Regions from separate parts of the Mus musculus genome. Here region 2 is linked to region 1. Evidence: chromatin contacts called from public Micro-C data. All regions are on one chromosome and are shown on one strand. Each heading gives the region's core, a stretch centred on a gene start, on an enhancer-like site or on the middle of the called end of the contact. The rest is flanking DNA. Distances are from core to core; before and after follow the strand shown. Region 1 holds the start of Barhl2 (BarH like homeobox 2). Region 2 holds the start of Lhx5 (LIM homeobox protein 5).

Region 1 (6,954 bases), core at 2,157-4,656:
AATGCACCATATCTATTTGCTTGAAAACAAGAGAAATAAACCTGTTTCCCCACCAGACGGTCTCTCTGTAGCCCTGGCTGTCCTGGAACTCACTGTGTAGATCAGGCTGGCCTAGAGCTTAGAGGTTTGCCTCTGCCTCCAGAGTACTAGGGATAAAGGCATGCATCACCACGCCCCCCCCCCGATGAATTTTGATTCATTTTTAAAGATGAAAAGCGAGTGCTTTTTTTGTATGCCAGAAAATGACTTTTTAGGTATACATTGCATATACCCTATAGGAAAATGATAACAAAACAGATATGTATCTGGGGTAGGGAAGAACCGAGAAAAGTTAACCATAGCTCTGGGGGATTTGTCATTAAGATTGTCCCCTTTGATTTTTGAGGACATTCCTCGCATTCCCTGGGATCCCAATCAGTGGCTCATATTCTCTTCACCACAATTGCTTCTGAAGACTAAGAGCTAACCTCTCCAACCCTAGAAAATTTGGTATTGACTTTTCTTTAAAAATATAATCGGAAACATTCACAGGGTTGGGGGCCTACTGAGTTTGCTTTGGAGTTTCATGGATCCCCATCCCCTGAGCGCGCGCGTACACACACACACACACACACACACACACACACACACACACACACAGAGGCCCTCTTTTCCTTTCTCTTCACATTCCATCTTTTCTTAGGTCATATCCCCATCGCCTCCCTGCCAATGTTGCGAATTATTCCAAGAAAAACACCCTGCCGACCTGCCCCGCACAAGCTGTGCCGTCAGCCTTTGAGCTCTTGAGTCGTTGTGGGCGTTGGAACAAAACAAAAACAGGCTTAAATGAATTATTTATCAAGGTCGAGAATAATTGATTTGTGCAGGGCCGTCAGTACTGGATTTTAAATGTTTCTTCCCCTTCCTCGCTTTCGAAAGCTGGCTGTGAATTGGGGCCCCCAGCTCGAGGAGCGCTTCATTTGGATTGTTTTGGGGGTGATGGAAACTCTAATCGATAACGGACCAGGAAGGAAGAGTAGCGTTTGCCGCACTCCAGGCACCCTTCCGCCCTTTCCGCAGGGGTCATCTGTGCCAGGGGCTCAGGGTGCCAACAATGTCTATCCGGGGCTTGGGAGTCTGAGATCAGTTGCCTCAGTAAAATCAGACCCCAGCCCGTGGTCGCAAGCTCTGAAGGGAAGACCAAGGCCTAACCTGGGAGGGTCTGCAGGGCTAGCACCCAGTTCTGGCGCCAAAGACTACTACTGTCTAAAGACTCTGAGGCGGCAGCCTAGACAGGCCCGTCGCCACCCGCGGGGGCGAGCCACGTGGCTATAGAGGGTTTCCTGGATCCCTCAGGCCACCAGCGTCTGCCTGCAGCACGTCTTGGCTTCGGCTCACCAACCGTAGTTCCGTGATAAATAAATGTCTGCTCGCCTAAGAAAGGAGAGTGCTATCTAGATGGTCTTGGTAGCCTCAGTACCTTTTCAGAGACAGGGGGACGATAAGTGACACCATGACGGTAGGAAACAGCTCAACACACTCTTGAAATAACGCGGGAGACACCCCCACCCCAACCCGGACCAAAGATCTAGATGTCCTTAGGATGAATCACCACCATCTTCCAGATCTGGGACTCACCCCGGAGGAAGGAAGATCTCAGGAGGTCATATGCCTCCGGGATACCTCTCAAGAGGGTCCTCAACCAGACAAGAAAAGAAAAGAAAAGAAAAGAAAAGAAAAGAAAAGAAAAGAAAAGAAAAGAAAAGAAAAGCAAGGCGACGTCCATAATCGCCACTAAACCCTGTCCTTTACTGACATCATTCTATACGGTCACGGAAACGATGCCAACCACGCAGATTCATAAGGTTCTTAAAAATGGTAATTTGGAGTAAAATGTAACTCAAAGAACTTTGAATCATTCATTAGCACCTTATAATTACTCTGCTAATTAGGTTGACACGGCACTTAATCAGGAGTAATACGCCGGCTTGTCACTGGCGCTTCCCATTACTCTGACATTCAACAAGAGACAGGTTGGAGACGTCCTGAAGAAAGAATGCAAGTTGATACCCTCCGACAAGGCGGCGTCACAGTCGCGTTCCAGGTCCCAAATGGATCGGCGGTGACTGTTTCCTTTCCAAAACCAAGGCCTGCCACAGTGGGGAGGGGATGGAAGCATTGGAGGGAGGAGCTGCGGGAGCTCAGGCTGCGGACCAGCCACCCAGTTCCCGCGGCCCCACAGCAGCCTGATGCCGCAGGGAACCACAGCTGCCCGCGCCGCTGGAGAACGCCTCGCCCGGGGTTTTTCCCGGTTCGGGAGAAAGTGCTTGGCCCGGCATTTCTTCCAGCACAGGCTCTGACTGGAGACAAAGCGGGATTTGGAGCCAAAGGCCCGATCCTTCCCGACAGGGGGGTCAAAGATGTAGCCCCCCAGCTCAGTGCCTCTCCTGGATCTGCTACCCGGTTGGACCGAGCTGGAGCGCACCGGCTCCTGTGGGGAGAGTAGAGCTCAGACGTTGCAGGCCCACGCGGAGCTCTGGCTCTGGTGTCACACACTTCCCCGTGGGGTCCCTCAGCACCTCTATCCCCTGCTCCTCGTGTTTCCGCTCTGCTCAAGCGTGCTTGGGAACCGTGCGAGCGGGGCTGCGCTGCAGGCCACCGGGAGCCGCAGGATCCTTTTGCCCTTCGCGGCCTCTCCACTCACCCTCCAATCTGACTTAGCACGGGCACATCTAACGATCCGTACTGCTTCCCCGCTTCCCGCCCGGGGGCTCCCTTCTCCAGTGCCCTTCTGGTCTCTCCCCATCTCCCTGGCCGGGTACTCGTTACAGTGGGTACCACTTGGACCCCTGGAGTAGGCGTTGGGCTCAGGGCTGCGGGCGCACCGAGGTTCGGTTCTCAAAAGAGCAGCGGGGTTCGAGGCGCGCTGCTGACGGGCTGGCCAGGAGCGCGCCCATTGGCTCCCGGCACGCCGGCGTCGCTGGCTGGCGCGCAGCGGCCAATGGGGCGCGGGGCCCGGGCGGCGGGGGCGCGGGCGGGGAGCGGCGGCGGGGGCCGTGACGTCACGGGAGGGGGTCGGCGCCGCCCGCGAGCCCGCGGATGACAAGCCAACGCGCGGGGCAGCGGCGGGAGTCGCCGGGCGCCGCCTGTCCGCGGTCTCCTGCGCCCGCGCTTGCTCCTTCGCTGCTTCTCCTCCTCCCGGGGCGGCGGCGGCCGCGTTCGCTCCGCAACTTTCCAACAAAGTTCAGAAACTCGGCTCCGGGACTGCCGGGTCACGCACGGCGGTCACCTCCGGGACCGCCCGGCCTTAGCGGTCGCTGCACCTGCTCCGGCCGCCGCCGCCGCCGCCCGGGATCGGGCAGTGGGCAGACCCAGGCGGCGGCGGTGGCGGTGCAGGTGGCGGCGGCGGGGTTGCTCCAGCGGCCAGCATCTTAGTCTCGGTGCTGCTCTCCGCTGCCACCGCCCACGTGCGCGGTGGTCCAGCGGAGCGGAGCACACCTTCCCGCTTGTGGCATTTGGGGGCTTTCCCCTCAAATTTTTTTCTCTTTACTTTTTGTATAAGGGGGAAAAGTTGAGTCGAAAGTGCCCACCAATTGTCACCTCCCATTATCCTTCATTCCCTCCCCACTTTTTTTTTTTTTTAAAGCAGTGTCAACGCTTTTTAGTGTCTATTTTGTTTTACGATCGGTAGTTTCCCTTGCTTGGTCCCGGCGGCGGCTGATCCGCGGAGTAGCGTGGACCTCATGTAGAAATGACAGCAATGGAAGGGGCCAGCGGGTCGAGTTTTGGAATAGACACTATTTTGTCCGGTGCCGGTTCCGGGAGCCCCGGCATGATGAACGGGGATTTCCGATCGCTCGGTGAAGCGAGGACAACGGATTTTAGGAGCCAGGCCACCCCGTCACCCTGTTCGGAGATTGATACCGTGGGAACGGCGCCCTCTTCACCGATCTCGGTCACCCTGGAACCCCCGGAGCCGCATCTTGTGACAGACGGACCCCAGCATCACCATCACCTCCACCACAGCCAACAGCCGCCGCCACCATCCGCGGTCCCCGCGCAAAGTTTGCAGCCTTCGCCCCAACAGCAACCGCCGCCGCAGCCGCAGTCAGCAGCCCAGCAGCTGGGCTCGGCCGCCGCGGCCCCCAGGACTTCCACCTCTTCCTTTTTAATTAAGGACATCTTGGGAGACAGCAAACCCCTGGCGGCTTGTGCACCCTACAGCACCAGCGTTTCTTCTCCTCATCACACCCCGAAGCAGGAGAGCAACGCGGCACACGAGAGCTTCAGGCCAAAGCTTGAGCAGGAGGACGGCAAAACCAAGCTGGACAAGAGAGAAGACCCCCAGAGCGACATCAAATGCCACGGTGAGTTGCGCCGGAGCTGCCCGGGTCACTTGAGTGACCGCCGAAGGAGAGGGGCCTAGGCGTGCGATTTAGCGACGCACCTTAAGTTCTGTTGGTTACATTTCTGCCCCACAACCTTTGCGGCCATCCGGCTCCGTTCTTTGTTTTACTTAATTTTAAATGTGCTGGAGGAAGGTGGTAACTGAAGAGATAGGATGGGAGACACTTTTCGTTGAAAACAGAGGCTTACTTGGGATTTTTTTTTTTTCTTCTTTTAGCTGAGACCTTGGGAATGGGAGTGGGAAGGGGTGGAGAGAAGCTGGTAGCCAGTTGTGGTTGTCTAGGTCTGTGATCACAACTTGATGTTTATTTTTGAATGCAATACCACCCCAGTATTTTCCAAATGCCCCCTCCATGTTTTCTAAATGCCGTCACAGGAATTGTCTGATTTAATGTTAGAAAAATTTCCAACATTATTACAGGAGCAATTCATTTTTACTAATTGATGATTAATACAGAAAACAAATCATAGCCTGTTTTTTAAGAACACCCTTCTCACCGATACCCCTCTTCTGGCCCTTTCCAATAACAAATATTTGTGAAAACTAAATTTTATGGAATTTGTTTTTGTAAAATCAAGACAACAATGGAAATTTATCTTTTAATACCCTATTTTCGTCTTGGGCAATTTCAATTTCATAAGTAACTGTTCTTGTCTTTGCATTGCAAAAGATTTTAAAACACCAGGGAGATTTCCCCCATCTTTAGTGGTATTATTATTATTATTATTATTATTATTAATGCTTAATTTTTCTCTGGTAAGGATTGCAATCTAGAAGGTTCCTACCTTCTAGGACATGGGCTCTTCATTTTACTGTTTATAGCATTAGCATAATAGTGCCCCAAACAGATGTACAGTCTGGTCTGGCGATTTCTCGTTCACCAACCTCCCCAGTGGGTCAATTAGAGAGATTATTGTTCTTCCTGCAGGGAAGATCAAGGAGTACTGCACAAACCGGTACAAACGGAGAGGGATTGACATATCGATTTCCTAGCATTTCAGCAAAAAACCAAACTTGACAAATAGAATCCGGAAATTTCTGTGCTGTCACCTGGATGGGCTCAAGTGTTTTTTGAGCTCAGTTCAGTGACACATTCTCTCTGAAGCTTGGAAGGGACCCGATACAGAGGAGGTCTGCAGAAGGTTTGAGTCTTAACATTTTCCAAATGCATCTGAAAAGAAACAAAGGCATCTAAGTTCCAGCTAGCAGGAAAAATATTAGAGCAACGTCCTGAAGTCTGCCTGTCTTGAAAACAGAGTAGAAAGACTTTGGAGAGTGCCTTACAAAGAACATCCCTTTGAAAACAACAAAGAGGAGCATAACATAACCTCCTCTCAGACCAAAGAGAACTAGAAACAGGAGACCACAGACACTTAAACTCTCTCAGGCCTCTCTGCTCTCCAAGGCCCAGGAAAGGGTGTGGGGGTGTGGAGGTGTGTGCCAGGTGGACACTCCTCTCTTCCTCGGTTCAGGCTGATTTACAGAACCCTGTCACTGTTTCTACCCTAGGAACAAAGGAGGAAGGAGACCGGGAGATTACAAGTAGCCGAGAGAGTCCCCCCGTGAGAGCCAAGAAACCTCGAAAGGCCAGGACAGCTTTCTCAGACCACCAGCTCAACCAGCTGGAGCGTAGCTTTGAGCGGCAGAAGTACCTAAGTGTCCAGGACCGAATGGACCTGGCGGCCGCACTCAACCTCACTGACACCCAAGTCAAGACCTGGTACCAGAACCGAAGGTGAGGAGAGCCACTGGGTCCCTGCAGGCCAGGCCGGTACCATCTTCTCTCCTGGAGATGCGGGACAGAGAGTCACAGGGTCTGTAGTGGGTATTCTTGGGGCAGAGGTTAGGCACACATCCAAATGGGAGTGACTGAGGACACCGGGAGTTTGAACACTTTTGTGCTCTAAATGTCTTAACATTTGGTTCTCTCTCCCTGCCCCCCAGAAACTCGAGGCACCACAGTTTCCCTCATTTTGTCCTCAAGTCAAGCCGCACTCAGGTTGAAATATCTGTGTAACTGACACCCAGGAGGAATCTGTGTGCGCAGAGTACCCTTAGAACTGCCACAAGCTGGCTCCAAATATCTGTGTCAAGCAACATGGCCTAGCTATTGAGATCTTCACAGAGCTGTCCCACCAGCCTTGGCTTAAATGTTAGGCAGTTGGGAAAGCCAAAGTCCAAGCCTTGGTTGCCATAACATGGAAGATCAGGGAAACCCATCTGGATTAGAGCTGGACTGGAGGCCATGGGCTGGAGAATCAGGCAGCTGCTTGAGCATCTACTCAACAGTGTGCGTGGGGGAAGGGGAGGGAATTGTCTGTCCCCATGTCCTGGCTGTTTCTGCAGTCTCATAAAGAGGAAGGGTGGGGAGGGGACACAAACCCTGTCCCATGTGACTGATTAAAAAAAGACATTAAGAAAGTGTCTGGCCTCACCCTGGTGGCTAGGGACAGACTTGGGCAGTAGGAGTTGAGGTTATGTCCTGTTTCCACACCTGGTGCTAAACTCTCTAGGCTCAATTCTCTGCCCCCTCTGTCGTTTGTGTCCTAATCGTTCATAAGTGGGGT
Region 2 (6,954 bases), core at 1,129-3,628, about 14 Mb before region 1:
AGAGTTTGGCCTGGAGTGAAGACAAGGGTTTAGGGGGTCCCAAGATGCCTCCCCTGCCCTCAGGTCCCCACCAAATCTGTCTTGGTTGTTTCAGGAGCCTACAAAGGATTTTAAGCCTGTGGAGTAGATTTTCAGTATTTTTAGTTTTGCTTCCTGGATTAGGGTGTTGTGTGTGTCAGATAGGACCACCATGTCTGTCTGTCTGTCTATCTGTCTGTCTGTCTGCCTGCCTGTCTTTAGCATCAGGGTGGAAGACCTGAGCAAAAAGGCCAGGACTTTTCTCTTTCTATCCAGGAGACCTGCTAGACTCCCAGCTTTCAGGAGCTGGGGACAGAAGGCCCTCAGAAGAGTACATTCTGGAAACAGGAAGTCAGTTTCTGCACACACACACACACACACACACACACACACACACACACACACACATCCTCCTCCCCCATCTCTGGCCCCAGCAGACAGCAGAAGAATGGGAGCAGAAGCTGATCTTAAGTCCTGCCCAGCCAAGACCTGGGATCACTCCAAAGCCCTCTTTCCCTTGCCTCTGAACAAATCCTTTTTCTTTCCTGGGCTCTGGAAGAAAGTACCCCCGTGTATGCACATAATGGGTGGTGCAGAACCTAAAGGAAGGGGTACAGGTTGTGTGGAGAGGAAGAAGAGGGCTCAGAACCCTGAGGGGCCCCTTCATCCACTCACACCCATGTCTCTAAACAGAGTGAATTTGGGTGACATTGATGTAGTGAGAGCATTAGAAACCATAAGTCACTTTTGGCCTTATCCGGCAGCATAATTGGCTATATACACCTTATCAAAAATCATTAGGTGCTTTGCAAGCATGCCACATTAGGGGCACCAGGGCCTCTGGGGCTAGGGAGTTTACACGTGTAAAGGCGAGGCTGACATTTTCTCCTATTCAAATTCCCAAGTGCCCGGCCACTGGGGCAGGCGGCAGCCTTTCTCCTTTGCCGAGCTAATCACGCCCCCTCAGTGCCTGGAATTCAGACTCACAAAGCCAGTCTGGGTGCCGGGTGGAAACGGGCAGAAAGCGCAGCTACCAAAAAAAAAAAAAAAAAAAAAAAAAAAAAAAAAAAAAAAAAAAAAAAAAAACCCACGCGTTTCTAGGCTGCCCCATAGCATTTCTCATTTTGGGAAACTGAGGCCCACAGAGACACTGGGTCCTGGCCTGCCTTGAGGGGCTGTATGGACTTGGGAAGGGAGATCTCAGAACAGATCGGCTGATTTTCACCTTCTACTTCTTCAGTGCCTCTCCAACTAGGAAGAAAATTAATCGGGTGAGGGTGGTGGGGGGCCAGGGGAAGGTTCTCATCGCCCATCTCCAGGAGATCCCTTCTTAGCTAGGGTCCTTTGGAAGTGAGAAGTTCCTGTTTGTCCTCAGATTACCCTCTGGGTTTAGGATTTACTGTGTGGAACAAGAAGCTCCTAGCTGCTCTGAACTCCCGACACATCTTTGGGATCTGGACAGGGGAGTCTTGAGGCTTCTGTCCTGGGGACTCAGGTGTCGGGGGAAGGGGCCCAGAGCAAGTTGCCGAGCTTCCGGGCCTCTGCCATCTGACCGATCTCTGCTGCTGCCTGGCAGACCCAAGGTGAAGCAGCCAAACAGCCTCCTCCTTTCCCTCGACTCAACCTCAGCATCCCACAAGCAGAGGACAGGGCTTGAGGAGGGCAGACTGCCTATCTGCCCACCCCCACCTCCCAAGCTGGGGTGGGTCTCTTGGTCCCTTAATTCCCAAGGAGCCAGAGTAGAGCTCGGGCCAGCCAGTGGTAGGCAGCAGGGCGCGGCGGGGCCTCTTACCTGAAAAAGTCGTTTTTACAGTATAGCTTGCCTTCCCGTGAGAAGCACTTCTCCGAGAGGTTGGTTTTGCACTCGCAGCATTGAACACATTTGATATGCCACGCGCGGTCTAGTACGTTCAGCAGAAAGCGGTCGAGGATGGGCCGCTCACAGCCAGCACAGTGCACCATCATAGCCGCGCGCCCCGGCGGCTCGGGCCGCCTCGTCCTCCTTGGGGCCCCTGGGCCCTTAGGCCCTCTCGGTCCCCGCTGCTGTGGCTCTCAGCCTTCCTAGTCTGTAGGCGAGTCTGTAGGGGCGAGTCCGTTACGGATCAACCAAGACTTCTCGGGGTCAAGTCCTCCGACGCTCTCCGGCCTGGCGCTGCACTGCCCAGAGTGGCGTGGAGGGCGGCAGCGGTCACAGCCTCATGTCACGGGTCGCGACCGGGCGCTCGCTCCAGCTTCGAGCAGGTGTCCTCGGCGGCTGCTGGCTTCGGCACTGGCGAGCGGCTTTCCCGGTTGGCGGAGGCGCCGGCACTTTCCCCCACTTTCAAGCGGTCCCGATCCTCATCTTTGTCTGGCCGCCGCCTAATTCGCGCATCCTTATTCAGATTTGGTGACGTGGTGCGGCACGTAGGGGGCCGGGCGGCCAATGGGCGCGCCGTGGCCATAGCAACCTCTTAAATTTATAGCATATCTAAATTGGCTACAGCGTTGCGGTCAGGGCAGAGCAAAAAAAACAAGACATCAGTATTGCCGAGTATTTGCTAGTACCTGTTCCCAAGCTAAGTAAGTATTTACCTTCTAGTTTGGGTCTGGAGGGGTGGGGGCGCGATGCGAAAACCAGGGTTCTTTTTCTCTCCCATCACAAATAATTTTGGGGGGCAGGGTTCCAAGGCCTAGCCAGGGAGAAACCTCCCACCAGGTTCGCCACCCTCGCAACCTGTAGAAGTTGCCCAGGCAGGGAGTGCGCTGTGGTCCCCCTGCTTCCGAACCCGCCCAGCTCCCTCTTGCTTTAGACTGCGGCTCGCTCGGGCTCTGAGCGTAGGAGCTGGGAGACCCGGCACTTCTCCCTACGGTGGCTTCTTTTGTCACTCACGGGGCTAGGGCCCAGCAGGGCTTTTCTCACCAAGAGACTGAGGGCGGGAAGCTTGGGTACTTCTGTGCCTCCCTCCCCCACCCCTATCCAGGTTGACTCAGGGATGTCACCTCGCCTGGTCTTGGGAATCCCGAAGGTCGTTTCTAAGTGCCTAGCTCACTCGGCACTGGGGGAGGTGTGGCGAAAGGGGTGGTCTACCTCGGATGGGTGTTCCGGCAGGTTGAGAGGAGGCTGAAGCTCACTACATCTGTCTTGGCCACATCGTCCATATTCCAGGTCAGGCTGGCGGGAACCGTGGTGAGTGGGTCGCTCGATAGAGCGAGGGAAGCTGGCCACAGCCGGGCGTCATAGGCACTCCCGGGCCCCCCGAGATGCTCTAAGTCTGGCCCTCTCCTAGAGCCAAAGGCAGCTTCGCAGGTGTGTGGGTACCAGCAGGTGTACTCTGAGGAGGGGCGCGTGGGCCTGGAGGGGAGAAAAGGGATCAGGCCTTGTTTCTGCGAGGCCAACCAGGCCACCGCTTGCTTTGGACGAGGTAGGGCTGGGAGAGTGTTTTGGGATATTTCCTTGCTGCTGGGAAGAACGCTGATGGTGCGGGGCTGGGGCCTAAGGGTTGGAGCCATAGAGGAATTGTGCCAAGACTTGGCTGTGGGTGTTTGTTTGGGCGTATTTACTGAGTTTGTTAGCAAATATCCACTGCTTGAAAACTCTCTATTTATAGTGTGTTCGCGATCAAACCCTGGGACGTGGAGGGATTTTTTTTTATTTTTGTTTCTTTTTCTTTTTTCTTTCTTTTTTTGGCATGTAAAATTTCTCGTTTATAATTTCCTGTTAACATGTGCATTACCTTTCTTTCTTTCTTTCTTTCTTTCTTTCTTTCTTTCTTTCTTTCTTCCTTCCTTCCTTTCTTTCTTTCTTTCTTTCTTTCTTTCTTTCTTTCTTGTTGGTCTGTGTCTCTATGTGTCTGCTTACATGGGTCGACTGGGTGTGTGAGGAAATGCTTGTTTGTAAAGTCACTCACAAGCATGTGTTTATTCTGACATGCTGCAGGTGTATTTTAATGTCTGAGTGTGAGTGTGTGTGTGTGTGTGTAGATATGAATATTCCTACTAGAGATCCTATGTGTGACAGAACTGGGCTGTGTGATCCCTGGCACTGAATTTTGTAGATGTGTGTGTGGTGTTTGGACAGTAAATTTTTATTTACACAACTCTTGTAGAAGTGGGGGAAATGTTTGTGTATCAGTAGCAGGGATTCTCCTCATGGATTAGGGGGAAAGACTTGAAGAGTCTCATCAGCGGAGCCTTTTGGGAGACGGTTCCCCGCAACTTGGGTAGCCTCTGTATGTGGGTACATCACCTGGTCGCTCTTTTGTCAAGGAGACTGAGTACCTGCAGTGTAGTGTAGTGTAGTGTAGTGTAGTGTAGTGTAGTGTAGCAACCAGGACCAAGCAGACTGGATCACACCCGGGGCCTCCTAGGCCTGTGGAGAGAGATTCTTGAAGCCTCTAAAAGAAGCTCTGTGGCAGTGCCCAGCCTGTTTGCCTGGGGGCCTAGATGCTCCCAGAGAGCAGAGAGATGAGGAAGGGCCCAGAGAAGACAGGAGTCATGTAGGCTGCCAGCTGAGGCGAACCCACTGCCCCTCTGCCTTTGTTTCTTGGAGCCCCCCACCCAACCCCATCTTCTTGATTCTCCTGGAGTGCTTCCCTCTTTAACTCAGTGGCTTGCACCTCTTTTCCTGTTCCCCTGGCCCCAAACCTTCCTCTCCTTCTTTCTCTATTTCCCTCTCTCCCATGGTTTCTTTCTCCCTCTGCCTTTTTGCCCTATTTGGAGTCTGGCATCCATCAAAACACTTCAAAGGCCTCTTCCCATTATGCATTGCTGTTGAGATGTGTGGAGAAAAACTCACACCCTGACACTACAGTCCCTCAACCCCCCTCCTCCTCCTCTTCCTCTTCTTCCTCCTCCTCCTCCTTCTCCTCTTCCTCCTCCTCCTCTTCCTCCTCCTCCTCTTCCTCCTCCTCCTCCTCCTCCTCCTCCTCCTCCTCCTCCTCCTCCTCCTCCTCCGCATCCCTCCTCTATCCATTTGTGGCCACACACTCCCTCAAGTCACCACAATGAATAGCCAGAGTTCTGCCCATCCAGCCCCGGCTGAGTCTTTACTCTTGGACAAACCCATCAGCTGACTTCTCCTGGAATGTCAACGTGTAGTCCACGCCCCAGCAACTGAATGCCAAACCAGGGAGAGAACTGTCGTGGAGAGCAACTACCCTGGGAGTCCCCCAAGTCTGGCTGTGGGTGGGCCACCTGGGGCTGAGCCGGATGGTTGTAGCATTTGAGGGTTGGTTGGGCTTACAGAAGGCCCACAAGGGCTCAAAGGATTGGCCTACACACAGCCCTTCAGAGTCACCTGGGTGTTTCACCCATTCATGTGGTCCAGCCCCATTTACAGACACCCCCCCCACACACACACACACAAACACAAGCCAGCCTGGCAGCCACCACAGCTTCCTCCACATCACTATAGCTTTCGGAAAAATAGCAGACCAGCTATTTTATATATTATCCCGCCCCAACAGCACTGACAGATGGCCACCCGGCAGTGAAATTCCCTCCTATATGTAACTAATAAACGCTTCTGTCTTAACAGGGTGATGCGCCAAGACTCAATGTCACTTATACAGGATGTTGATGGAATTTACTATATAAAAAAAATCTCCCTTCTAGAGTAAAGAGTATCAACATTACAGCTCGACAGACGGTGCGGGGATAAATGAAACAGACAAAAGACAAACAAGATAATAATCTGTTTCCAATCACTTAAGCCCTGTAGAGTTAGTAAAATGTTGCTTGCATATTCCCCCTTGAGTTCGGTAATTAATTACTGGCGAAGAGACGCACACCTCCCGACTGGAGTGGGAGCTTCCAGGCCCGGAGAGTCTGGGCTTGGGGGGGTGTCTTTCTCGCGGTCTCCAGCTGGGGACACTGGACAGCAGTGGAGGAAGGAGGTGCCTCTTGCGCAGGCCGAGAAGAACCTTTTCCTCGTCGCACCTATACTCCTCTCCCCGTGCCTCTGAGATTCTTCAACTAACAAGAAAGGGGCCCATCTCCGATTGCCTGAGTCCTTCTAAGTCTTCTTAAGTCTCGGATCCATCAGAATGGCCTGATTTTTTTTTTTTTTTGAGAAGGGGCAGACTGGAGGCTCCAACAGCGCGCGCGCGGGGCGGGGGCGGGGGTGGGGAAGGGGAAGGGGAAATCCAGGAGCTTTGCCCCTGCCCTTTTCTCCCGGAAGCATCTCAGGTGTCGCAGCAGCCGGTCTTCTCCCGACCTTGATCATTTACCCCCCCCCCCATCACGTATCCTCATCCCCCCCCCCAACTCCCCCACCAAGAGCCAGCGAAGCTTTAACATTAAACAAACGCAGCGAGCGCCTGGGAGCTGCGCTCTCGGCCGGGTCTGCGCGGCAGCGGCGGCGGCGTTACAAATTGTAAATTTAAATTGCTCTCCGGATTCATTACTTCCCCTCTTTGATTTCAGCCAGCCGTGAAAAATTATACTGGTGTACCACTGAGAAACTGCTTTGCCGCAAAGAGCCTGCGCCTAATCACTGGCTTTCTCCCTCCGACAAGAGTGTAATTATTTTGTTTTGGGTGTAAATATAGGCGGCCCCGCGCACAGACACTCAGCATCCCGTCGCGCACGGCCCGCCGCCCAGAGGCATAGGCCCGGGGTAGGAGCGGGCGTGGAGACCAGGCCGGAGTGAAGCGCCCGCCTGGTACTTCAGGATGACCCTGTCTCTAGTCTCTGCCATAGGAACGACAAACCTTGGGTTTCCAAGCCCAGCCGGGTGCACTCCGGTGCTGTTCTGTGTGGGTCAAGGTCAGGCCGAGAAGAGTGAGTTGGGGTGCGAGTGGATGAGAATTCTTGGGCTCTAGCAGGCCCCACAGACCTGAACGGAGTTCGGAGACCAGGTCCTAGTAGGGACAGTGTTCTGGCCTAAGAGGGACACGGGTGACAGAACTGGGAAGGCTCATGTGCCCTAGCGCAACACTGTGGATGGACTACTGGGTT

What was found. Hi-C and Micro-C count contacts between places; a contact is called where the count stands out from the background.
Region 2: a Micro-C map of embryonic stem cells shows a contact between it and region 1, with 40 times the contacts expected there. The contact joins the promoter of Lhx5 here to the promoter of Barhl2 in region 1. A contact is called at or near these places in 1 of 39 promoter capture datasets (hippocampal neurons) and 4 of 484 Hi-C or Micro-C datasets (all in embryonic stem cells).

What each region holds. Positions count from the first base shown.
Region 1 is chr5:106,454,618-106,461,571 of GRCm38.p6, reverse strand. It overlaps Barhl2 (BarH like homeobox 2), which reads left to right and starts at 3,406. Exons shown (of 3, transcript NM_001005477.1): 1 at 3,406-4,346; 2 at 5,897-6,122. The coding sequence starts at 3,731. It overlaps Gm33151 (a long non-coding RNA gene), which reads right to left and starts at 2,980. Exons shown (of 2, transcript XR_389476.3): 1 at 2,684-2,980; 2 at 1,833-2,129.
Region 2 is chr5:120,427,310-120,434,263 of GRCm38.p6, reverse strand. It overlaps Lhx5 (LIM homeobox protein 5), which reads right to left and starts at 2,378. Exons shown (of 5, transcript NM_008499.5): 1 at 1,811-2,378. The coding sequence starts at 1,983. It overlaps Gm27199 (predicted gene 27199), which reads left to right and starts at 2,497. Exons shown (of 2, transcript NR_166585.1): 1 at 2,497-2,577. It overlaps Gm31976 (a long non-coding RNA gene), which reads left to right and starts at 2,584. Exons shown (of 2, transcript XR_878743.1): 1 at 2,584-3,184.